2 separate regions of the Sus scrofa genome follow, and region 2 is linked to region 1. Evidence: chromatin contacts called from public Hi-C data. All regions are on one chromosome and are shown on one strand. Each heading gives the region's core, a stretch centred on a gene start, on an enhancer-like site or on the middle of the called end of the contact. The rest is flanking DNA. Distances are from core to core; before and after follow the strand shown.

What was found. A called contact is a pair of places that touch in the nucleus more often than the background predicts.
Region 2: a Hi-C map of liver shows a contact between it and region 1, with 6 times the contacts expected there. The contact joins two enhancer-like sites. A contact is called at or near these places in 1 of 5 promoter capture datasets (liver), 14 of 47 Hi-C or Micro-C datasets (embryonic fibroblasts, epiblast stem cells, fetal heart ventricle and 6 more) and 1 of 2 datasets of contacts at active chromatin or transcription factors (skeletal muscle).

What each region holds. Positions count from the first base shown.
Region 1 is chr16:23,576,893-23,584,739 of Sscrofa11.1, reverse strand. EGFLAM (pikachurin) reads right to left here. Exons shown (of 24, transcript XM_021076641.1): 18 at 7,797-7,847. Among named protein-coding and RNA genes, the nearest start is that of EGFLAM, 180 kb to the right of the region's middle. Within about 2 kb of position 1,804, at least 21 of the 83 cell types and tissues checked have an H3K27ac peak or open chromatin away from gene starts, as enhancers often do. A contact at or near this core is called in liver, where this site is marked.
Region 2 is chr16:23,854,846-23,861,838 of Sscrofa11.1, reverse strand. The region is part of intron 4 of LOC106506470 (a long non-coding RNA gene); the gene reads left to right. Among named protein-coding and RNA genes, the nearest start is that of OSMR, 180 kb to the left of the region's middle. Within about 2 kb of position 5,693, at least 4 of the 83 cell types and tissues checked have an H3K27ac peak or open chromatin away from gene starts, as enhancers often do. A contact at or near this core is called in liver, where this site is marked.

The DNA.
Region 1 (7,847 bases), core at 555-3,054:
GGTTGTCCCCACTTTATAGAAGAGGAAAGTGAGGCACAGAACCACCAAGGATTTGCCCAAGCTCATGCAGCTCAGAGCGCAACAGACCACGAACCAGTCTGGCCCTCCTCACTTCTGGCCCTCAGCCCACTTTTTACTTTCTAATATTTTACAAGTGTGTTTCCTTCCTCCCAACCTCTCGTCACTTCGTTTTCTTGAGGAATCACCCTCTTCCACCAGTTAGCAAGAGAATAGGTTAAGCAGTTGTGTTTGGTGTCACAAATTAGGGATAATTCAGGGCATTTCTTCTAAAGACGTAACAGCAATATCTCTTTTCTCTTTTGAAAGACCCAGAAATGGGAGTATAAAGAAATTAAGGTAGAATGAACTTCATGTTCAAAGAAATGTGTAAAACGAGAGCAAATAAGCCAGCTGAGGAAATCAGTTATAGTTTCACAAAACTATAAATATGTGGTTGGTGCAAAGCAGACACTGAACTAAGGACTCCACTCCCAGGAAAGAAAAATGTGTGATTGTGGACACTATGGATGACCAGAGAGTTTAAATTTAACTTCTGAACATTAGGAAGAAAGAAAGAAAGAAGAGGTAACAGCACACCACAAAACCTAATGACACTGGGCCCCCAAGTATAAGTTTCTATGTGGGCAGGTCACACACAGCATGTTTGCAAACTTCATAAAAAAGAAAAAGAAGAAAGAAAGGGAGAAAAAAAGAAAAGCAGAGGAAGAGAGGTAAAATTTAAAAGACAATTTCTGAGGTATCTATACAAGAAATTGCTTTATGTCCTCTGAAGAGGCAGAGGCCAGGACAAGGGCCCGCTGGGCCAGAAGGTCTCTTAGAGACAGAAGTGAAAGGCTCGGGCAGTTTAAATTCTGGCCCACCCCACTTGTCGCCCTCTGGTTAAAGTGAATAGGAGGAAGAAGCGGCATTCCCATTGTGGTGCAGCGGAAACGAATCCGACTAGGAACCCTGAGGTTGTGGGTTCGATTCCTGGCCCTGCTCAGGGGGTTAAGGATCTGGCATTGCTGTGAGCTGTGGTGGAGATCGCAGATGTGGCTCGATCTGGATCTGGCGTTGCTGTGGCTGTGGCGCAGGCCAGCAGCTGTAGCTCCAATTAAGGAGACACCGGAAAAGGAGAAAAGAAAATACCAGGGAAGCAAAGGAGGAGACCCAGTGAAAAGAGAGAAGAGCCGGTGGATGGTAGCCTGGGCAGGGGAAGCAGAGGGGGCGGAAAGGGCGAGACCAGGAGGAGGACCCAGAGGAGCAGAAACAGACATGAGCTGGGAGAAGGACGAGAAGTGAGAGTGTGAAAATGCAGGAAGCAAGGGAGCTCTTAGCTGTGCTGCCAGGCCTGAACCTGCAGACCGTTGGCTCTGAGAGGAGAGGAGCAACAGTCATTCCCAGAGCCAAATGCAACCTGGCACCCCTGCTGGGTTTGGCTCAGCCTTAGAGACAGCCCCCCCTGCCCCCACTGTCATTGGCCATGGATGTGGGCCTGTGGCCAATAGTCATCGCCCCCCTTGACCCCTTGAATTGGCCCGGACATACTCTGCACACGGACCCTCAAAGGGGTATGTGGGAGGCCCGTCCTGCTGCTGCTAAGCCCCCCAGCTCAGGAGCTCAGTGCCTCCCGAGGTCCAGCTGGAAGACAAGTATGTTCCCACGGTCGGAGCCTTTGGAAGGAGGACGCTCACCACCCTGGCAGGTGTGTCCGAGTCGCGCACGGCCTACCCCAGTTACCCTCTGCAGGTGGCTGGCCTGCACTGTGGCCACAGCCTGGCCAGAGCCTGCCCTGGCACGGGCCCAGGGCACCGTCACACTTTCTCAGAGGACTCACTGTACTTACTATTGAGACAGTAGTTCCCACACTCTGCCGGGTGCCAGCATGAAACAGAACAGGCAAAGTCAGAATTTCACAGTCATTGTAAAATCCCAATTACTTCGGTTGCAGATCTCTGGAAACCAGCCTTGCTGCCCTCACGAAAGCCCTGCAGGAATTCACATGCCTCTTAGGCAACGTGAATCTGATGCCCAACAGGAACCACTGGAAATCTTTTCTCAACCTGGTTGTCACTAAGTCCCTTCAGACCCAGCCTAATTGTGGGGGTGTGGGTGGCGGGACATGTGGATAAGAAATCGCCTTACACCTCTGAGGCTTCCCTGACCTTCACCTGCTGATCCTCATTCAATCCAAACCTGGTTTCCTTGCTAAAGAGTTACTTACCTTGTCATTGACCATTACTTTTCTTGGCTCTAGGCTGCAGGCGAAAAAGGCATGATAAGCCAGCCAGCTGCTTCTTTTCTCCCCGTGGTGGAAAATATCACCCTCATTCCCACCCCACCCCCTTGGCAAGATTCCAGAGCCCTGGTCCTTTTGTGATCCACAAAGGAACAAGAGAACTCTCCAGAAATGATGCCACTGAATACAAAAACGGTGAGAATGTACTCAGTGTCGACAGTATATGTGGATAAATATTAATTCCGTCCTAAAACATCACAGCTAGAAATGACCATCTAACCCCTTCTGGCCCTTTGAGGTTTGTTTATATATTTTATTTATTTATTTATTTATTTCCGCTTTTTGGTGCCAGGCTGGCAGCATATGGAGGTGCCCACGCTAAGGGCATAATCAGAGCTACAGCTGCCAGCCTACGTCACAGCCACAGCAACACAGGATCCGAGCCGTGTCTGTGACCAGCATAGCTCGTGGCACTGCTGGATCCTTAACCCACTGAACGAGGCCAGGGATTGAACCCATAATCTCATGGTTCCTAGTCGGATTTGTTTCTGCTACACCACAACAGCAACTCCTGTTTATATGTTTTAAAAAAGACTGTATTTTTTCCTGATCCTTTATATCTAATTTCTTTTGCATTGTCTTTTTCTTTTCCTGTGGCAAAGGCACTCATCAAAAAATGGTTTTGGTGTTTCTTCACATTTAGACCTAAAAGCTTGTGCCATCTGGTGACACAAATGATACCCCCAAAGAGTAGCCGCCTGGAAGCCAGGCAAAGCAAATATGCCACTGGAGGGACTTGAAATTCCCCACGGACTGTAAAGAGTTGAAAGGAAAGTGCTGGCTCCTTCATACAGCCCCAGGACCAGTGAAGGAAGACCTGAGGGTGTTGTAATCTAGCTTTCCCCGCAACCAGGACTCCTCTCAACAACATCCTGAGCGATGGCCACCCAACCCCAGAGAACGCTTTTCATGGGGGCAGGGGGTGCTGTCGGGGGGACAGCTCACTGGCCCACGGGGCAGCACCTTCCCTTGCTGGACAGCTCTACTTGGTGCAGACGTCTCAGTTACATGAAACTGACTCTGCAGCTACCAATAGGACAACCGCAAAAACATCTTTTTCTACACTACTAGCCTTCGACTATCTAAAGATTGACATCTAGGCTGAATGCCTCTGAATTTTAATGACACCCTCCCAAGAAAAGAACTCTCCTAGAGTAGGCACAATTTCTATGTTTTATTCATTTATGCTTTTTCATATTGAGTTTTTTTAAACTGCAGCCCCTATTTACTGAAGCTATTTTTTTTTTTTTTTAAATGCACTGGAACACACACAACCCCCCTCCTCCACCAACAATCACCCAAATCAGACCCAGCAATACAATGTTTATTTAGTAAATACAACATGGTTGAGCAGTACAGATCAGGCAGGTTCCGATCTCTGAGGGCTGTGCAAAGTGTGACCTAAGCCAGGGGCATTCTGTGTCAGTAGTGAGTGTGGAACAGCTTCACTCGCTACAGAGAGACACCGCCATCTAGTGGTCTGCAGGGGTTCTGCAAGATCTGAGTCAACTCAGTAATGCAGGGAAGGGAAGGGAGGACCAAGGCTCAGACTTCTTTCCCAAGTGGGCTGTCTGCTTTTGGTTGTGGGAACTCCAGGAGGGAACAGCTGCACCCTGCACCCTTGTCTTGGACACTCGGAGCACAGAAAAGGCTCTGAGAAGTCCCGCAGAAAAGAGAGAGCAGTTTGTTCACCCAGGATTACCCAGACTTAATTGACCCCAGAACCCCCTTCCCGTTTTGTATATGTGAATGCATGTTGTCTCTCTCTCTGCAATGAGCACAAAACATCCAATCATATTCCTCAGAACTAAACTTTTTACATGTGCTTTGTAAATTCTGCTTGATCTCGTTAGTAACCATTTAGATATAAGAGCTCTGAAGGGCTGGGATGCAAGGTGGGTACATTTGGATAAGAGTAGAGAGAATGATGAAAAAAAACCTCCAAGGGTGGGAAGTATCTTTTGGGGTAGGGAGGCTTTCTGACACCCTGCTGCTGAGATAAGAAGGGGGACTCAATTATTGGGGTGAAGCAAGGGGTGCTGGGATTTGAAATGGAAGAAGGCTATTAAAAGTAGGAGCCCCCAAACAGCAGGAGAGGGGACCACCAAGCCTTGATTTTTACTGATACCTGACTGAGGTCATGGCTGGGAATCAGATGAGCCTCTGGGCCACTCCCGCCCCAGGCTGGGAAAGAGAGGTTCCTTCTTTCTTTCTTTCTTTAATGGCTACACCCACGGCATATGGAAATTTCCACACGAGGAACTGAATCTGAGTCACAGCTACAAACTACGCGACAGTTGCAGCAACACCAGATCCTTTAACCCACTGTGCCCGGCCAGGAATTGAACCCTTACCTCCGCAGAGACCCAAACCAGGTTGGATCCTTAACCCACTGCCACTGTGCCACAGCGAGAACCCTGAGGCTCACTTATCTGCAGCTCAGTCAAGCCTGGTGCCCACTTTCATCTGGGCTCAGGCTCTGCTCCTGCCTCTGATTCACAGAGATGAAGGGCAGGAGGCAGGTCTCGAAACTACCACCATGGTCTGATGGTCTGGGAGCCTGGAATGGCTTCAGGATCTGCCTGAGTTTCTGGACACCAAGGCGGGGGAGAACAAGTGCATGGAACTTGCCTGCCTCCCACAACCCCCCTCTGAGGAGGCCAGAGAAAACCAGACTCACTGAGGATCCCCCAAGCCAATTTCCTAACGGACAAGGTGGCCCTTGGTGCAGACTGACTGAGGCCTGGTGCTAGGAGCGTCTAGCACTGAGGCCTGGTGCTAGGTGCGATCGCTGAAAAAGGGCTGGTTTAACTTCCATGGGGGCACTAGGAACACGTTCTCGCTTTTGAAGCAGGACCTGTTCATCAGGGAAGGGAAAAAAATCAAACCTTTAAATATATGTGGCTATGAGAATCCCCTTGCTGGAGAGACAGGGTTCTCTTTGACAACCAAGATGGTTTTTAACCATTCTTTGTCTTTCCCACTAAGAATATACCCAACATTTAGACTGCTCTGCATCTCTCTGGAACCATGTAGCTGCCCATCTCTCTCCCCCTTTCTTCCAATCCTTACCCAAGACTAGATGGTCACCCCGATGTTACAGCAGTCTGCACAGTAACTGTGCACCTCTGTGTGTCTGCTGGGGCCTGGAAAAATTGTCTGTAGCAGGGCTAACCTGCACTCAGAGTCCCATGAATCCTCTCGGGTCACCCAACTGGAGAGGAAATTATGTGATACAGGCCGCGCCTCTTATATACAAATCCTCCTAGGATTGGCAACAGCTGCCTTTTGGCCAGAAACACTATCTTTACTTCAAACGTGGAAATATACTGATACATCTGGAGGACAGCTGATGGTCTGTTTGGGTTTTCATCTTGGCTCTAGCCCAGGATGTTGCAAAAAAGATGCCTAGATGCCCCTCAGAGCCCCCTGTCTGCCACCTGGCTCATGCCGGGAGGCCCAAGCCCTCACCAGCGACCTCACTCCTCATTCGGGGGAAATTTGTTTCTCATTAAACCTGCATCTAGAATTACAAACCTATACATGCGAGCACTTGATATCTGTAGTCTAATATCCTGTAACAGGAAACGAGGGTTAACAAGATCACAAACTGTCCTTCCCTTCCTCCTTTAATTCCCAGAGCTAAATGTTCCTTTAAGCCTGGACGTGATCTGAGAGTGTGTTAGCGTTTAAGGCGGAGCAAGCCTGAATTTGCCTGTGGTAAAATGGGGGACCCAGGAGATTCCAACTCTGATGTGTGAAATCCAGATCCAATTTTCTGAATGAATGGGACACATTGAACTAAATCTCTCCAAGCATATGCTGAGAGCTGAAAAGGAATTTGCTTTTTAGAGTTATAAACAGGATCATTCACAAACGGATCCATTCCTCTTGGGGGATCACACACTAGTGCATCACTAAGGTGCACTATGTCAATTCATAAATTTCAAATGATGTGCCATGCAGCTTTCAACACTCCTTTCCATATAATACCACTTACTCTTCCAACTGGCAAATTGGCATCTTTCAGATTTTCCAATACTGCTGCAAAACAGCATTTCCCATTATCCCATATACTGAAATACTACCTGCGGTTTAGAGTTTTCCTCTAAGCCCTACTTCTGATAAAAAATCAGGAGCCTGGAAATAAACCCCTTAAGCAGGTGTGGAAAGCTCAGTTTAGCAAGGCTGGGACCTGCTCTACTTTCAGACAAGGGCAGGCTGGAAGCCGAGTAGCTCACAGCACCTCCTGGTGGATTTTATCTTTCTCACCAAGAATAATAACAGGTTTGGTTGAGTACCTTCCAGGTATTCTTCTAAGGAATCCGTACTGCCTCACCCCTCATCTAAGGAATGTGCATTGCCTCATTAATCTACTCTACAATTCTCTATGTTAGGCGATACTGCTGTTATTATTTCCATTTTACAGAGGGGGAAACTGAGGCACAGAGGAAACATAGCATGAAGAATAGCATTCTAATGGGTGGTTCATATTTTAGTTTGGAGCAGTGAATGTACAATCCATAGTTTGCCATATTTGGCAAGATTTCTCCTTCTAGCATTCATAAGTAGGAGTCAAAAATATGTAGGCAAGGAGTTCCAGTTGCAGCAGAGTGGAAATGAATCTGACTAGTATCCATGAGGATGCGGGTTTGATCCCTGGCCTCGCTCAGTGGGTTAAGGAGCTGGCATTGCCATAAGATGTAGTGTAGGTCACAGACATGGCTCAGTCCCTGAGTTACTGTGGCCGTGGCCAGCAGCTGTAGCTCTGATTTGACTCCTAGCCTGGAAACCTCCACATGCCACAGGTGCGGCCCTAAACAGCAGAAAAAAAAAAAAAAATTGTCAAAATACTCATCAGCCTATAAAGCCTAGATATCCACCTGCCAGGATGGGACCTGGGAGTGGCTCAGATGCAGAGGTCCTGGAAACTGCCCCCATGCCATACCTTGAGGTAGTCTTTTGGTTTCTAGATCATGATTCTCAGGAAAGGAGCCAGGGCAGGTGAGGAGGAGACATTCACTTACTGTTTACAGAAGTGTTCCAGCATTTTAATTCTTATTAAATAATTATAGTAGTTTACATATAATTAAGCATATTATGTTATGAACATTATTGATTAAAATGACTGCCAGAATTATCAACCAGCCCTTAAACAGTGACAACCCCTGGAGTTCCCATTGTGGCTCAGAGGGTTAAGAACCTGACTAGTATCCATGAGGATGCAGGTTTGATCCCTGGCCTTGCTCAGTGGGATAAGAATCCAGCATTGCTGCAAGCTGCAGCATAGCTGTGGCTCAGATCCATCGTTGCTGTGGCTGTGGTGTAGGCCAGCAGCTGCAGGTCCGATTTGACTCCTAGCCTGGGAACTTCCATATTCCACAGGTGCGGGTATTAAAAAAAAAAAGAGTGGCATCTCCCACACCCCCCCACTCCAGCCAAAATAGTCTGTCCATTCCCTCTGCTCCCGGAAACAGTGCCTGAGCCCCCCTCATACCTTTCTGGCAGTGTAGCCCCTCGAAGCCCAAGGGACAGTCACACTCATAGC
Region 2 (6,993 bases), core at 4,444-6,943, 270 kb before region 1:
CATGAGGTCAAGCACCCACTTGGCAGAGCCTTGCTACAGTCAGGAGGAGCAGGTGTCACTGTTCATGGTTTTAGTGCTTTTCTTGATAGGAGGGGATGCCAGAATTCAGCTCATAAAATCTTCTCCTGAAAATATCTAACTCCCTGAAGGCCTGTTTTGTCAGTTTTCCCAGAGCCCAGAGTGCCTCGCTCCTGATCTCCACCCTGAGCTCCTTCCAGGGGGTGCTGAAGGTCAGTGGCTGCAGCAGCTCATGAGTTAATCCTTGTAGAGGTAGATGGCAAGCGCCCATTTTTAGGTGCCAGTGTGTGGTAGGATTCTGCACACAAAAGACATGATTTTATCCCCTCAGCCTTTTTCCCTAAATAGATTTTTTCATTCATTGAACCAGTAGCCAGATCACAATGTTCTAAGAAGCAAACCACATGGGACACCTTTGTAATAACCAAAACAGGTAGGCTTTAAGAACTCACCTTGGGTTACATAGCTAGTAATGGCAGAAGCAAGATTCTACCTCAAAACTATTAAACTCCAAAAGATTGCTCTTCCTTAGAACAATAATAGTGAACACTTAACAACAGCTAAATGCTTGAAAAACAAATTCCAACAGATTGCAGGATTAAAGGCATAGCTGGGCAATTCAATATGTGAAATCACTATAGATTTGAACTTTGGTTCTGGTTTAAAAGACCTTGACAAACCAAGCTTTTTCTGGGGGAGAAGTATTTAAAAGTACAAAAGGGCTAATAATTATATAGAGAAGACCCTACTTTCTCTCAGAAGCAATAGGAGAAATGACAAACTGAATGAAATACTCTATCAATGTTGTATTCAGTGTAATTGCTTCAATCAAACTGACAGCATTTTAACATCCGATGGGTGTAGGAAACATATTATCATGGCTGAGTTATGTATTCCTCACTTCCTTTTGGCCACAGAAATTCCAAGTTGAAAAGTGAACTAACTTAAAAAAAAAAAACCTTCTTTGACAATTATTCACTCTTTTCCGCCTGTTTTCTCCCTGAGAAATATTTTTGAACCATGTTTGCCACTCCCTATTTATAGCTTTCCAGTTTTGGCAGGTATGGGAACGTTTATAAGTGGTTTGTTTCCTTTGCTATATCCAGTGTTGATTTAGGTTGCTTTAGCCACTGAAACAATTGGAAGCACTTTCAAGGAAGGTTGAAATCTGTTGACGACTGATAACATTGTAAAATCTAGATAGTGGGAATCAAGATTTCTTTGGGGGGCTCTGGGCAGTGAGAAAACTTTAGCGGTGCTGTGGTTTGAATAATTACCTTTACCTCTTTTTTGGAGATGGTTCTGGAGGACGTTTCGCCTTGCCATAGGTAGGAAGACCGTCTCCTGAATGTTCTCCCTCTTGTTGGTGACTCTGGGTTGAACCCTGCCAGCCAGATAAGAAAGTACGTGGCAGGCCCTCCATATCTGGCGTCTGCCTGTAAGGGCCCTTCCTTAGGAACCTATGTCTAACGTTTGGGTTTTAACCAAGTTTTACATGCTGACCAGAAGCAAACATTAGTGGTTCTTTTGTTTAGGAGAGATGCCTGGAATTTCTGGGTTTTGTTTCATAAATGACTGACCTAAATAAATACATCTGAAAACCAGCAGAATTATAGGCATCTTCCCCTCCCATCTGGCATGTTTTTATGGGTGGTATAGTTGGGTATTTTTTTTTTTTTTTTCTGGATTTTTCCACCCTTTCCCTCCCTATAATTTGTGGGCCTTGAGAAAAGTCATGGTTTGTCCTGTAAATGTAGAGGGAAAGCCTATTTGGGGTCATTTCACTCTTTCTTGTCGCCTTGTCCTTGTCTGTGGTGCCACTAATAGGGGGAGCGCAGGGAATAAAGAGCCCCAACACAGAGAGCTGGATTTCCAAGTTCAAATGAATGAAAAGAAAATGGCCGTGTTTTTGAGATTAAGTGGCTCCTGGAAAGTCAACCTCATTGGGGACAGGAGCAGAACATGGGGGCCGGCCACCTGTCATTTGATCCAGGAGCAGTTTGGAAAGGGTAGAACCATCATAGGTCATAAGGACACTCGGGAAAATGAGGCCGTTGAATAGCTCAGTGCCCCCACTGGGGCTGTTAATCCTCACACACCTGGGAGGCCAGGCACTTTCTCCAACTGTTCCAAGGTCACTCAGGCGAGTTCAGTCAATTCTAGAAATAGATCTGAGGCAGCTCCGTACCCCCACCCTCATCCACACACCCAGCCCCACCCCCTCAACCCATTTGCTCATTTGCAGCTCAGTTCTTTCCTTTCTTCTTTGGTCATCACCATGATTCATACCCTTCTCCGCTTTCTAAAGTATGACAAGTACTTTAACAAAGTCTTTAAAATTAAAAGTCTTTGAAAAATTAAATTTATGTAAAAGTAAAGAAAATCGTTTACCGAATCCCCCAATGCCATCACCCAGATTCAACAATTATTAAGAGTTTTGCCTCAGTTGCTCCATGCCATCCCCCCTTTTCTCTGCTAAGAATTTTAAAACAAATCCCAGGCCTCAATCATATCTCCCTCTCATACTTCTTTACACATCTCCAAGCATTGTAGATATTTTCATGTCTAGCTATGCCATTTTCCCACTCAAGAAATTCCTTGATGTCTTTTTCCATCCACTTATACCTCAAAGCTCCCAGCTGTCTTAAAGAAGTCTATTTACAATTGATTTGATTGATCAGTGATCCCACCAAGGGCCTCTCATTGCATTTCTTTGTTACATTATCTTCCATCTGTTTGTGTTTTTTCTTTTTTTTTTTTTTTTTTTTGCTGTTTAGGGCGGCATTTGTGGCATATGGAGGCTCCCAGGCTAGGGATCTAATCGGAGCTACAGCTGCCGGCCACAGCCACAGCCACAGCAATGCCAGATCCAAGCTGTGTCTGTGACCTACACCACAGCTCATGGCAACACTGGATCCTTAACCCATTGAGAGAGGCAAGGGATCAAACCTGCAACCTCATGGCTCCTAGTCGGATTTGTTTCCACTGCGCCATGATGGGAATTCCATCTTCCATTTGTTTTTATCTTTTTCTTTCCTGTCGTAGATTTTTTGGAAAGAGCCAAACCAGTTGTCCATATGCTCACTTATCTTCCCACAATCACATGCGTTATTTGAGGACTGAGAGTTGTAAAACCTCTCCTATCAAAACTCATATAGCAACCAGTAAAGAGCATTAAGTAACCAGAAGAAAGATATTATTAATGTGTACATGGTTGGTAGGCTATGGGACCCACCCAAAAAGTAAGAGAGGATTTCCTTAGATGTTGAAATAGGTTAGTAAGAAGGGTTGTCTTGTGCACCGTGGTTTAGGTATGGTTCTTTTCTAGAGATATAAAGTAAAGTAGCAGAACAAGATCTCATTTTTGAGACACTAGGTTGGAACTCTAAGGAGGTGCACTTCAATAAAGTGTCTGGGCTGCCCTAGGAGAAATCGTCCCTCAGTTGACTTTTTTTCTCTCTTTGTCAACTCCCCCGTTGTTCCATCACTGGGTTTTAAAAGCAGGTGTGTTGAGGCACCAAACAATAAAGTGCATTTTTTATGTGTACAATTTGATGCATTTTTGAGGCATGAATACACTTGTGAAAACACCACCACAAGGAATATAATGATTTTATGATCCAGCCTAAAAAGTTTTCTGGTGCCCCAACTTCATTTCCTCCCTGCTGCAGACACCCACTGATCTGCTCTACAGATCTGATTAGTTTACATTTTCCCAGAAATTTGTATAAAGGGAACCTGGCTACTTTCATTGAGCATAATCATTTTGAGATGCATCAATGTTGTACTGCATATCAGTAGCTCATTCCTTTTTATTTTATTTACTTTATTCCTTTTTTATTTCTAAGTAGTAACCCATTGTATTCTATTCCTAATTAATGATGGTAAGGATTTAGAGGGAGTGCCCTTATCTGGACCACTCTTGGGTCTTTAGTGTCCTCAGTATTTTTGGAGACATACTGGTCTTTCAATGGCCTGGGGCAATGACACTTTCTTAATATACCTACTCCCATGAGAATAAATCCTTGCTCCATCATCACTTTTTTTTTTTTTTTTTTTTTGTCTTTTTGCCATTTCTTGGGCTGCTCCCGCGGCATATGGAGGTTCCAGGCTAGGGATCGAATCGGAGCTGTAGCCGCCGGCCTACACCACAGCCACAGCAACACAGGATCCGAGCCGCATCTGCGACCTACACCATAGGTCATGACAATGCCAGATCCTTAACCCACTGAGCAAGGCCAGGGATCGAACCCACAACCTCGTGGTTCCTAGTCGGCTTCGTTAACCACTGAGCCACGACGGAAACTCCTCTATCATCACATTTTTGAACATCCCTGGTCCTGGTTCTGTCATAAGGATCTGAAGTCACTGTCCTCCTCGAATTCTGTAGTTATGAGTATGTAGGTGGCGATGGTAGGCGCAGGCATGGGAGGGCTTGGGTGGGATTGTGGGAAGAGTAACATCCATTTGCTGCATCGTAGTGACACCAGTTTTCACTTAAAGGCAACACCCGAAGCCCTTTATCAAAGCTCTGAATGCTACATGGACTATTTGAAGGACCCTATTTCTTTGAGTTGCAGTAAGTTCCTTCATATTTTCTGAAGATTAAAAACAATCATCGTAGCGAGAATGACTTTTTTAAACTTTATGCAGAGGATGTTATTGTTTATGACTCATTATCATTTAAGACATACTAAGCATCCTCCGAAAGTGATTTTTAGGCACAAGCTCAGAAGGTTGGTCCAAGGATCGTGGCGCACAACCACAGAGAACAGTTCAAGGAAGGGGAGGTGAGCATAATCATGGTGACAAGAGGAAGAACGAGAAACACCGGGGATGGGGGGTTGTTTGTTTTTTGCTTTTGTTTGTTTTGCTGGCTGAAGTTCCCTGGCCGGGGTCAAAACTGCACCACAGCTATAACCAGAGCCACAGCAGTGACAATGCCAGATCCTTAACCCCCTGAGCTGCCAGGGAATTCCCTGAGAAACGCTACATTTCCATCTTGCTCCTACTCCAGTTAATAGAATGAAAATGATGTCTCCATTTGATCCCCATCCCCCACCCCATGGTGATTCATTATGGACAGGATGTCTTTTTACTAGAAAAGCTTATCTTCTCTAAGAAAGCAGTTCTGGTTTGCTTGGCACACACTGACCGTGAACATTCAGCCTCTTCCTTAAAGAGTCAAAAGGAGAGTGTGAGGAGGGCGCAAGGAGATCCAGGGTCATGATGGCCACATTATTTCTTCCTAGAATAACATACTCTTTGCTGGTTGCCAGCCTGCTTATTTTTATGTAGATTTGACCTCGGTTGCAGCCTTGAACAACTAAAATAGAATAAAATAACTATAAGCTACTTCAAAAAGCTTGACCTTAAGAGTATATAAAAATATAAGACAAAGGCAGGAAAACAAACCGAGCCACAGCTTCGAGCAAAGAATAAGTGAGCTTCTTGAGTCTAGTTAAAATATCAGCTCTGTGCATATTAGATTCCATCCTGTGTTTGATGATTTCGGCAGTGAGTGCTGCCTTTATCGATTGTTAGAGTGGAATGTTCCAGAGCATTATATTACAATCTGTCTCCAAATGGCTTTTCAGAAAGAAATTTCCTGTAACTCAGAGGCAGAAATTATGCAGGGACCTAAAAAGGAAGAGACTAGACAGCTGAATTTCACCCAGACTTTTGCAAATGGGAAAGTAAGTGACGGAGTGTGCCCAGAGAGAGCCTGGATTGGTTTTCTTAGTAAAGGTCAGTTTCAGTTTGTTATTATTGCCCCACCAGAAGCTGTGCTAAATACTGCTACATAAAGCAAACTGGCGAAGGTTGTGGCTTTGAGGGTCACAGTCCCTTAAAGATGCCTTGGAGCTCAGGGTCTCTTAGCTCAAGCTTCTTCCTTCATTTATCTCTTTTTCATCCAACTGCCTCCTGCATGTTCTTGCCTCCACCTCACCTCCTCCATGCAGCCCCTGTCCTCTTTCCTTGACCGTCTCGCTTCTCTGAAACCACGACATTTTGCACCACCGCATGCCATTTACATATTATTTTCTAACACTTACATATGCATTGATTTTATTTTACATTTAGACTACCACATTAAGGATGTGTCTTACACAATGCGTATCCTCTAAAGAATTCTAATGCATTGTGCAGAGGCCAAGGGCTCGCTGTGTGTGTGTGTGTGTGTGTGTGTGTGTATGAGTGTGCATGTGCACGCCTACTGCCCTACATTGTTTTCTTTAGTCAAAGATGTGGATTTTCTAAATTATTAATATTTGGGTTGTGTATTTAAGAAACTTCAACTCACCTCAGCTTAAACAAAAAGAGTGGTTTATTGGCTCAACATGACTGAAAAATTTAGTTTTGGTTTCAAGTAAGGTTCAACCCAGTGGTTTAAGGATGTCAAAACAGACCTGATTCCTTTCTGTCTGCTTTGCCTTCCATGAACTTGACTTTGCCCTGTGATTCTTTTCATCTCAGGACCGCAGCTCGCAGCTCCTGGTGTATATAATATGTGCATCCTTATTCACATGCAGAGGAGAGGGCATCTGAGTCCCAGGGTTCCCAACAGAAGTGCTAAGAATCTGTTGGACTAGCTTAAGCTGCATGCTCACCCCTGCGTAGAAAGGAGTATGGATACACAGATTAGCCTAGATTAGCCTCCTGAGATGATATGAATCCCCACATGGAAATTGGGAAGGTCAAGTTAGTGTATGGGAACTTGGAAGGCTACCAACAAATGCTATACAACTTCCGCTGACTTTGTTTATCAACCTCCCACCGTCTGCTAATATCTCATCTCATATAGAAAGGATCTGTTCTCTGCCTTCCAGGCATTTTTTTCTAGAGAAAATAAAAGGAATCAATGCATAACATTGGCATCAGCTGGCCGCCAGAGACTTTGATAAATTCTCTTGTTACCACATCACTAACAGGGTTTTCCCGGGACTGTAGTTCCCTCCTATTCACTCTTCATCA